Regions from separate parts of the Mus musculus genome. Here region 2 is linked to region 1. A link is a contact called in public Hi-C data. All regions are on one chromosome and are shown on one strand. The core of a region is the stretch at or near the end of the contact, and the rest is flanking DNA. Distances in the headings are between cores, read along the strand shown.

Region 1 (5,278 bases), core at 931-3,430:
TGAGAACTCAGGAGTCATTCCAGCTCTATGAGTGACCTACGGATAAACGATCTTTTACAATTTACAGATGTTTGGTTTAAAACACCGAGAAGCTGCTTCTGCCCTCATTTCCCAGACGACAGACTGCAAAGCAGAAGTAAGCTGAAATAACCCCTCTCCCTACCCCATGTCTTTGGTCAAGTTGTTTTATCAGAGTAATAGAACCCTTAACTAAAGACAGCCTTGTTGTAAAGCATTTCTCAAAAAGCTAAACACTGAGTTATCAAAAATAACACCCTAGGTAATTCTACACACACACACATGTGTGTGTGTGTGTGTGTGCGCGCAGATATCCAAGAGAAATGAAAAAAGTATGTCCACAAAAACCAGAAAACTGATAGCATCATTGTCATTAGCAGAAAACACTCATCAAATGAAGAAAGAACATAATAAAAATAGTATCATTCAGTCACAGAACAGAACAAACACACAGCCCACAGGATGGATTGCTCTTCAAAACGAAGAGCAAGAAGCTAGGTATAGCACACAGCAGCAGCCCCCAGCAAACGGGTGGATCTCTGTGAGTTCCAGGTATAGCACACAGCAGCAGCCCCCAGCACACGGGTGGATCTCTGTGAGTTCCAGGCCAACCAGAGCTACGTACGGAGATCCTGTCTCAACAGCAACCTAAGTGAAAGAAGCCAAACATAGAAGGCTATGTACTATTTAATTCCACAGGCATAACATATTCATAACAAGTAAATCCTTATAGCTGGAAAGCAGTCGACAGAAGCTGGAAGGGCGGGCAGAAGGGTGTGACTATTTAATGGTTGGTTAAACAGTCTCCTTTGGAGTGGCAAAATGCTTACTGACTAAATAGTGGTGAACTCGTAAATATACTAAACCCCACTAGCTGTACACTTTAAAAGGAGTTTATGGCTTATGAATTACAGCTCCATAAATGGAAACACGAGGAGAGATCTTAGGGGAAAAGTGATTATTCAGAGTGCTTACAACAAATTCTGAGCCTTGCTGTGGTTGCAGCCCAAGCCTTTAATCCCAGCACTTGGGGGTTGGTGGGGTGGGGGAGGTGAGGCAGGTGAGTGTCTGAGTTCATGGCTATCCTAGTCTACAGAGTTAAGTTCCAGGACTACACAGAGAAACCTTGTCTCAAAAAAACAAAGAACCAATCATGGAAACATGGAAAGCACTACATAGGTTTTAATAACTGCTGTCTTAACTTCTTTGTATTTTATCGACAACATCTTCAGAAGCAAATTCTAAATTTTAAACAGTTTCAGATTCGGTCAGGATAAAGCTCCGAGCTCATTCAGCACGAAGCTCGCTGACAAGTACCTGTTGAAACTGCTTCAGCGGTGATACAGGAAATAAAGTGTTCAACTTTGGCTAGATCCTTCAAGAGGACGGAAATAGGATCGGGCAAGATATCTTTCTCTATAGGGCTAACTATAAATCACACCCACATGCCTCCACTTGGCTGTTATATTCTGAGTTGGCTGTCTCATTCAGTTCTCATAACTCTTTTTTATAGTCTCGAGGAACAAGAACCAGCGTCTAATAAATCAGCAAACGAACCATCAACCCATCACCGGTGCGAATTCAAGGTCCCGACTCACACTATGATGCAGCTTTGCCTGCCCCCTACATATTACACTGCAGAGAATCAGGGCGTTTTTGTTTGTCCGCTTGCTTTTTCCATTTGCAGGAAAGACCGGTGGAAAAAAAAACTTTCCTTAAAGCAAGTTATCAAGGCAGGCAGGGGGAGGCCTGGGGGGGGGGGCAAAAGTAGGACTCCTGGTCTCTCCGTTTCGGGGGATCCCCGGCCACGCAGCGTCAGCTAAGAAGTGTCGGGGAGGCTGTCCACGCAGGTCTGAGTGTCCTGGGTGGCTTGGCTACCCCGTCCCTTGAGCCCCGGGGATGGATGCACTGAGAACCGCGCCTCCCTCCCGAGCGCCGCCTCACCTCTTGGCTTTAGTGCCCTTGAGCACGAGTTTGGTGGACTTTACATAGGAATATTCGGCCATGGCCCGGCTCGCTGAAGTGGCAGCCTCTGGCAGAGCTTCCGTAGGACTGGGAGGAGGAGGAAGTGGCTCTAACGGCCGGAGCTGAGCGAGTCCCCGAGGAACTCTCGGTCTTCTTCAACCCAAGGCTACGATTCTCCGGCTTCCTGTTTACTGCTTCCGATGCACTACGGCGGCCGTGGAGGGTCCAATCACGTCAGCGTTCCTGCGGCGAAGTCCCGGATGTTCGCGGTTTTTTTTCCCCCCCAAACCAGGCAAAACTTATAGAGACGCCCCCTGGTGGAAGCGAAGGTATCCAACAGTTTCCTGCTGCCGAGGTTGTAAAGACCATACCTGGATTGGATGAGCCAGATGTTGAAAGGATCAAATCTATCTGCCCACTCTCTTTGCAGCGGACATCGCACCAAGTACCCGGCAACCCGCCAGACTGGGCCTGCACAGAGAAACCGAGATGTGTGTTCTGTGGAGGCGTGGGTCACAGCCTTGGCTTCGGGCAACTTTATCAACGACTCTGGCTCCAGAGTTGTTAGTTGTGTTGTACATGTTTTACTCGTGTATTGTGTATGAGTAACACACAAGAAACAATTGAGGAATGATACAATGTATAGTTGCTAACTACTGGTTTCTATCGCAAGTGCTGAAGAGACTTTGGTCTCCACACCGAATACTGTCTTTCCCTGTAGTCTTGATCCAGCCAAGTGCGTATTCCTTTTGCCTCCTCCAATCTTCCCCGCAATGTTATAACTCCCTTCCATTACAAACAATGCACCGCTGATACAGCTTCTGTGTGATCTTTGGTTTTTGTGAAAGAAACATGAATGCTGTTAGAATCAAAAAATGGAATGGCTTTGTCAACACTTGACAAATATAAAACACTTTTGAAGGAATGATTGATGGCAGCTCTGGCAAGGGATGACGTGCAAAGATATTCTAGGTCTGTGTGATCTGGCTGGAATCCAGACACACACTTAGTACACACCTTTAATCCTAAACAACGATGTCTAATTGAGGGGCAAACAAAGTGGTGAATCAGAGGGAGATTTGACAGAATATGCTCAACGCTCATCTGAGTGGCACAAGAGAGAGAAGCTATTCAGGTCAGGGGCAAGTTCAGTCTTTAGCGCTTGTCAGTCAGTGGGGAGTCAGAGTGGCGAGTACAGTACAGTGGAGTTGAGTGAGTTCCTTCATGAGCTCCTGCAGTTCAGTGAAGGTCAGCAGAGGCAGTTAAAGCCAGAGAATGAGAAGCCAGAAGATTAGAATAGATTACCAGAGTTAGTTTGAGGGCAAGCAGAGCAACTCAGGAGACACGGAGAGAAGCCAGATGAAAATCAGTCAGCTTGGAGAGGAGTTGAAGCCAGAATAGATTAGCTGAATCAGCCAGCCAGAATTTAGAAAGGAGTGGAAAGGGTGAGTTTATTCAGCAGCAAGCCTCTGAGATGGCGATTACATCTAGCAAATAGAAGATATTTTTGACAAAACTATCACAAAGATACTGCCTGAACTCCAACCTTGCACAGAAACTGCCCACAACCTCATACAGGAAACACTTTTGCAAGTACTTCTCCCTATCCAGCAAATAAATACAGGGTCTGTTATTTGTAACTCAGCCAATGATTATTGCTTAAAAGTATCTGATTTAACTCTCTTTATCTTTGTCTTGTCTTTTCTGGTGCTGGGGACCTGGCTTTGTGATAGGAACAGAGCATGCAGTTTAGGGTAAGGCCCTGGAAAACTGCACAAGCAGGAATGACCACGCTTTTCCCAAGAACACCAGAAGGGAGCTGGGTGTCTTCTAACTTCTGAAAGAGCATCCTTACCTGGAGATGACCTGAGAGCGCGACCAAAGCTCAAGGCACTAATCTTTTCTGGAACTGGATCTTTGGCTTTTCTTGGTGAAATAGGTCTTGTCTCATCCTCAGGTTTAGCCCATCCCATAAATGATGCTGGGGTTATGGCTTAAGAGAGGCAATGCCACAGTAGTCTTGATCAGAGCTCTATAGAAGTCCATTAAGGAAGAGACACTTTCCTTTGGAAAATAAGATAAAATTTCTCTCTCTTTTTTTAAAGATTTATTTACTTATTAATATGTAAGCTGTCTTCAGACACCCCAGAAGAGGGTGCCAGATCTCGTTGTGGATGGTTGTGAGCCACCATATGGTTGCTGGGATTTGAACTCAGGACCTTCAGAAGAGCACTCAGCGCTCTTAAGCGCTGAGCCATCTCTCCAGCCCCCAGAATCTCTGTTCTTAGGTAGAGACCTAAAATCTTCCCCCCACTTTGAAACAGGGGATGTCTGGGTGTCCTTGGCTGTTTTGGAGCTTGCTCTGTAGACCAGGCTGGCCTCAAATCTTAAAGAGATCTGACTGCCTCTGCTGAGATTAAAGGTGTGTGCCCACCCCCACCATTGCCCAGTGAGACCTAACATTCTAGCTAACCAAGATTATGAGTTAATAAATCTGGGCTTATCATTCACCAGGCAGAGACCATTCCCCAAAAAGCAAAGGCTAATTTACCTTAAGCCTTGGGTAAAGAGACCAGAGAAATAATTATCCCTGTAGTGAGATAATGCCTTTCCTTTCCTGTAACTTTTCCTTTTCCCCATCTCTTTCAGCTCATCCTGAGCAAGCTTCCTCAGTCACTCTGGGATTTTTCCTTTTCCTTTTCTTTTCTTTTTTCTTTCTCTAAAACCGCCCCCACTTCCACCACACCGGCTTCTCACAAACAATGGTTTTCTCTATTCCCCTAATGTTACTATTTATGAAGAACTGTCATGCTTCTTGCTCTGGAGTTTTTCTTTTGAACACTAATAGAATTGTCCTTGAGCTTCTGTTTAAGTTCATTCTTTTTTTTTTTTTTTTTTTTTTTTTTTCAGCCCCCTACATTTTATTTTTATTTTGGAGATTATAAAATAATTACATCATTTCCCCCTTTCTTTTCTCCCTCCAAAGCCTCCATGTTTATACTCCCCTCTTACTCTCTTTCAAATTTATGGCCTCTTTTTCTTTTTTTTTTTTTCTTTCCATTTTTTATTAGGTATTTAGCTCATTTACATTTCCAATGCTATACCAAAAGTCCCCCATACCCACCCACCCCCACTCCCCTACCCGCCCACTCCCCCTTTTTGGCCCTGGCGTTCCCCTGTTCTGGGGCATATAAAGTTTGTGTGTCCAATGGGCCTCTCTTTCCAGTGATGGCCGACTAGGCCATCTTTTGATACATATGCAGCTAGAGTCAAGAGCTCCGGGGTACTGATTAGT
Region 2 (5,259 bases), core at 1,125-3,624, 6.1 Mb after region 1:
TTCTCTATTTCCAGTAATCTTTCAAAATGTATATCAAAGTGTGGAATGAACAGACTAAGAAAGCCGGTAAGTGAGGAAATTAAAGTAGTTCCAGCCTGGTATGCTGGCACATGCTGAAATCCCAGAGTGCAGGAGGCTGATACAGGAGGACCAAGTGTCCAAGACAGGCTGGTGTAAAACAGTAAAGTAAGACTCTGTCTCAAAAATCTTATTAAAAATATTCAAGTCATATACGTGCCCCGTTATCAACCACAGTCAATAAAAGTTAAAAAGCTATTGACTTACATATATATATATATATATATAAAAATCTAACTTTCTCTGATTTCTTTGGAATTACAATTATCTAATTTCTCAATACTTAGAATATAATTCATATAAAGTGTGAATTATTTAATAGCTGCTTTTTTGATTTTCATAATATAGGATGACATAATAGGTAAAGGAAAATGTCTAAGAGAGACACCAGTAATGAATGGAAATCCCTAGGGCATGTTGGTATTGTGTCCTTTCGTTAAGTCTACAATAAACGCAGGTATGCATTAACTTTACAAAATGACTGTACAAAAAAGGTGCTTATTCCAATCAAAAGGGTCACTATCTATTTAAAACAGTTCCTTATTTCTGACAGGATTTATCACCTGCTTTTTTAAACAGTGATCGCCATCATCACATTATACACACCACAAGGTAATCTCTGGGAAACTTTTAGTGTAAATGCCACCTGGTCCCTAAAATGTGGATTATTTCTACCTGAAACGCTAATCACCTTTACTAATTAGCTACCTCACACTCAAACGCTAAAGGAACAATGGATAGTGCAACATGAGTTGGAAAGCTTGCCAGAAATGATGTATCTACACCATAAGCTTGCAGAACTGCTTCAAAAGACCTTTGGGGAGGGTTGTGCTATGAGGGCAAAGAAATCCACAGCTTCTGGGGAGTAAGATGAAGAGCAAAATAGAAGTGGTCAAAATATAATATGGCTACCATATCTGCCTAAAACCAAACAGTCTAGATGAGAATGTGAAAGGGCCTTTTCCCTTGATCTTAGAGGCTCCAAAGAAATAGCTGTGGCCCTTGAATATTGACCGGCTATAAGGGGAAGTAGAATAAACTTGCAAAGTTTTAAAATTAGCACCACCTGAGAGGTATACAGCATGAATCAAAGAAAAAAAAAGTCAAAATTTCCAGCAGTTATGTTAGAAGGGAAAAGAGAAGTTGGCTCAGAAAGCACTCCTGAAAACCCATCATTGGAGAGGCAGAGGCAGGGGGCAGTTTCAGGCCAGCCAGGGCTATGGAGATATCAAAGACAGCCTCCCAACTCCCCCCCAAAAGAAAAAGAAAGATGTGGGATTTTAGATATATTCTATTTTAGCCAACAATATTTTCCAAACATCATTATAAGTTATCGATGAACTTGTAAAAACCTATTTGTGCATTGTCTTCAAGCCTGTGCGTATTTTATAGGAACTGCACACCCTCCGTTAAACTAGCAGATTTCAAGTGCTCTCTAGCCTTCCCTTAGTTACTGGCTCTCACAGCTGACAGTGTAAATCTTTTCCAACAACGTCATGAAAACTACACCAGCAATCCCGGCTTTATTCTACCTTACAAGCTTGGACACTTGCAATGGTCCTGACTATGCTGTAGGAAAATTTAAAAAGGAACGGAACAGGACAAGTGTTGACTGAATAGATTTCAGTGACACACAGGAAAGAAATCGCTTCCTGATTTCCCGGAAAATAATGGAGAAACCAAGCAAACCATTGACAGAGAGGGAACATGGAGAAGTACAAAGTTAAGTCCTCAGCACCAGATCACCTCGTCAGTGCAATCTATCATAGAAGAGAAACAAGCTAACCCAATCAGAGTATCTACTAAAGAAGACGGCTATCAATAAACAGGTGGTTTGGGATGCAAGTCACCGGCTAACAAGCAAGGATTCAGAGACATCCGATTGCAAAACGCTCAAATGAAGAACCAAAGGGCTGTCCCTAGGATCTCAGCATTAGGCTCTAGTAGCTGCCACTGGGCAAGGAGAATAACCTCAAAGTCCTAGAAACTGACATTATTTTCCTCCACCACTCCCACCTCTCTGGCAATAATTCTTTGCAGGGGAAGGAGAAACGCCAAGATTGCATCGGTGGACGCCAAGGGGAAACGCAGGCCACCAAGCCAGCCGGGATAGCCTGGCCTGGAAGGTCTCTGGGCCCAACTCACCCTGGCCGCACGCCCTGGACCCGCTGCAGCTGCGGCGAGTCGCCGTCAGCCCCGAAAGAGGCAAGAGAGCCAGGCAGGGGCGTCTAGGAATGCGGCCACCGACAAGCAACAGCCCCAGCCGCAGACCGGGCGACAGAAGGCGACACTTCCTTTTCCCCGCCTCCGCTGGCACAGGAAGCACTTCCTGGGCTTGAGTGACAGCACTCCACACCAGTCCTGGAATAGAACGGGTTTCCTTGTTAGGAAGGTGTTCCATTTCCTAGAGGAGAAAGAGTTGGGGGCGGAAAGAGAAGGAGCCAATAGGAGACGCGATCGTGAGAAGGGGCGGGGCTTCCTCGGTACCGCCCATCAGTAACTGGTCAGAGGTCTAGGTGTCCCTTAACGTGATCCCGGTTCCCGATCACACATAACGCGATCCTGGGTTCCCGGCCCACAATCGACTGCCGGTGGCTTGGTGCTGCCGAGGATCTGGAGCGCACGAGGTCGTACCCACGGCTGCGAGGAGGATTTCTCTAGACCGAGGCGCGGAAACGGGGTGCCCCGGCCTCCCGCCCGCTGCCCGCCCGTTCATCGCGGTAGCGAACGCCGTGCGCCCGGCACGATGGGTGCCAACGAGGACCAAGAGGTGAGAACCCAGGACTAGACACCCCTGTCCCGGCGCAGGTCACGACGTGGAGCACCCAGACTTCGCACGTGTCCTTTGCTCTGAGAACCTTCTTCGCCTGTCCGGATGTCCCACGTTGGTGGTTCCCCTGCCAGATAGCACTGGGCAACCTTATGGCCAGCAAGCACGAATGGGTTACGTGAGACTCAGCCTCCCGCTTCCCTCATTTGTCATTTTTGTATTTAGGTCTTCCTAGATTTCCTTGGTAAGATGAGTGTCCTTGGTCCACGACCCTAGAGCACTTGGCCGTCCTTAAATCCCTTGTGTGGCTTAGCGCTTGTGTGTCGAGTTATTCTGTCTTCAAATCTGAACGCCTTTAAATTTGAAAACTTGTGGTCTCGTGGAAAGGGTCGATCGAGTAAGTAAAATCTCTACAGAAAAATGAATGACCCTGGTGTTTCGGTTTCTGTCCATAATGCTCAGTGAAGTCACTCCTCAGTCTGTTGTTGAGGGATATACAATATTTTTGAGCATCCTCATGTCAATCAGAATTTTGTAGTTTGTGTTTTGGTTTTTGTTGTTGTTGTTATTGGTGGTGGTGGTTTGTTTGCTTTGCAAAATATCAAAGTCGGAAGGAATAGGTCCTATAAATCACCTGTCATTGAACTTTCCAACTCTGTAATGTGTCCAGATGAAAAAGGAAAAAGAGCACCCTAGCTTGGTGAACGTGGTAGAGTAAGGATTAGAAGATAAATCCCACCTGGCGGTAGTGGTGTACGCCTTTAATCCCAGTGTTAGGGTGGCAGAGGCAGGCTGATGTCAGAGTTTGAGACTAGCCTGGTGTTCCAAAAATGCCTTCTCAAACAAAGAAGACAAATCTTATGTAGCAGTAGACTCCTTGTGTAGTAGTAGATACATAGTAATTTGTTGTTTGTTTTGAATATGTTGCTTAAAAATTAACATTTGACAATGTGGGTGTTAATAGAATCTAGACTACAAATACTCCATACAGGAACCCCACATTCACAAGGTAATTGGTATCTGAATATCCTGCTAAAATATTCTTACCAGTTCAATGAATCCAAAGCATTAATAAATCCAGGTGAGGGAGACTAGAGAGGAAGGGTTAGAGACTACTAGTGAGTGGTTACAGACATAAATGGAGAAGAGGAAAGTCTAATGTCATTTTACACAGTGAATGACTCGTTTTACAGTACCCTGTGCATTTCATAATAGCTAGAAGAGCTTCGAATGATTCATTGACAAATAAGTGGTTGAAAACTTGGGGTGATAGTTGTAACAGGGACACTTACCAAAGAACTGCATTGTATCCCATAAATAAATACAATTTTTAAAATAGTTTTTTTTTTTAACATATATGAGTGTTTTGCCTACATATATGTATGTGTACCACTCGGGTGTCTGGTACCCAAAGAGGCTGGAAGAGGATGTTGGATACCCGAACTGGTGTTCTAGACAGCTGGGAACCACCATATAAGTGCTAGAAATTGAACCAGGTCTCTCCGTTCTTAACCCCTGAGCCATCTCTCCAGCCCCAACCAATAAAATTATTCTGTGTCAGTTTGAAAATAGTTCTTTCTCCGAGCAAAGCACAATGTAACACTTAATGGATTTGACTGCCGGGCCACCATCACCACTGGTTGCTGACTCCACCTCAGACCTAACGAGTCAGAATTTCTGTGGTAGAGTCCAGGAATCTTTGATTTCAGCAGCGAAGTTTTATTCTTCCTCATGATAGGTGTCTGGATCTTTGAAGATAGTTTCCTGCCCGGTTTTGAAGATACTGCCTTTGAAAAATAAAACAAAACAACTAAAAACACATCATATGTTTCCAGTTCACTTTTGTTCATGTATCTTAGTTCCTGTGCTGTCCTGAACTGAGTATAAGGACAGAATCCCCTCCATTTGCCTCTGCTGAAACCGTTGCATCACACTGTCTTCTGATTTACTGTCTGTCCACATCCACTTAGTGCTTTCTACAAAGTAGTTCATCCCACATCCTCTACTTATATATTTAGGTGTTAAATGCAATATCTAATGTGATAATGTTAATATTTACCCTGTTAAATATTATCATAACTTGGTTTAAAAGAACTTTGGAGGGGGCTGTCCTAATTCTTTCATCGGCTTGACTTATATTTTCTTATCAGATTACCATCCATCCATTTTAACAACCTGTCATCTCTTTTTGTTCCTGCCCAAGTTATTAATTAGAATATGGAAAGAGATTATGGCCAAAGTGACATTCTCGAGTCCAGTTTGAATGTCTGTGTTTTTCTTTGTTGTTGCTGTTCTGCATTGTTTTTGTGCTGATCTGTCCTGGAAAGGGATCCTTGCTGGGATCTAAAGAGACTGAGTCCGCCGACCTTCTCTAAAGTACAGAGTTCCGCTGAGAAGGATTGTTGAGCTAT

The links. Hi-C and Micro-C count contacts between places; a contact is called where the count stands out from the background.
Region 2: a Hi-C map of brain shows a contact between it and region 1, with 13 times the contacts expected there. The contact joins the promoter of Trappc11 here to the promoter of Frg1 in region 1. A contact is called at or near these places in 1 of 39 promoter capture datasets (liver) and 1 of 484 Hi-C or Micro-C datasets (brain).

What each region holds. Positions count from the first base shown.
Region 1 is chr8:41,414,938-41,420,215 of GRCm38.p6, forward strand. It overlaps Frg1 (FSHD region gene 1), which reads right to left and starts at 2,181. Exons shown (of 9, transcript NM_013522.3): 1 at 1,963-2,181. The coding sequence starts at 2,024. It overlaps Gm50494 (a long non-coding RNA gene), which reads left to right and starts at 2,189. Exons shown (of 2, transcript XR_003947538.1): 1 at 2,189-2,312; 2 at 2,414-2,798.
Region 2 is chr8:47,531,096-47,536,354 of GRCm38.p6, forward strand. It overlaps Trappc11 (trafficking protein particle complex 11), which reads right to left and starts at 2,375. Exons shown (of 30, transcript NM_177240.3): 1 at 2,224-2,375. Rwdd4a (RWD domain containing 4A) reads left to right here and starts at 2,550. Exons shown (of 8, transcript NM_203507.3): 1 at 2,550-2,848. The coding sequence starts at 2,825.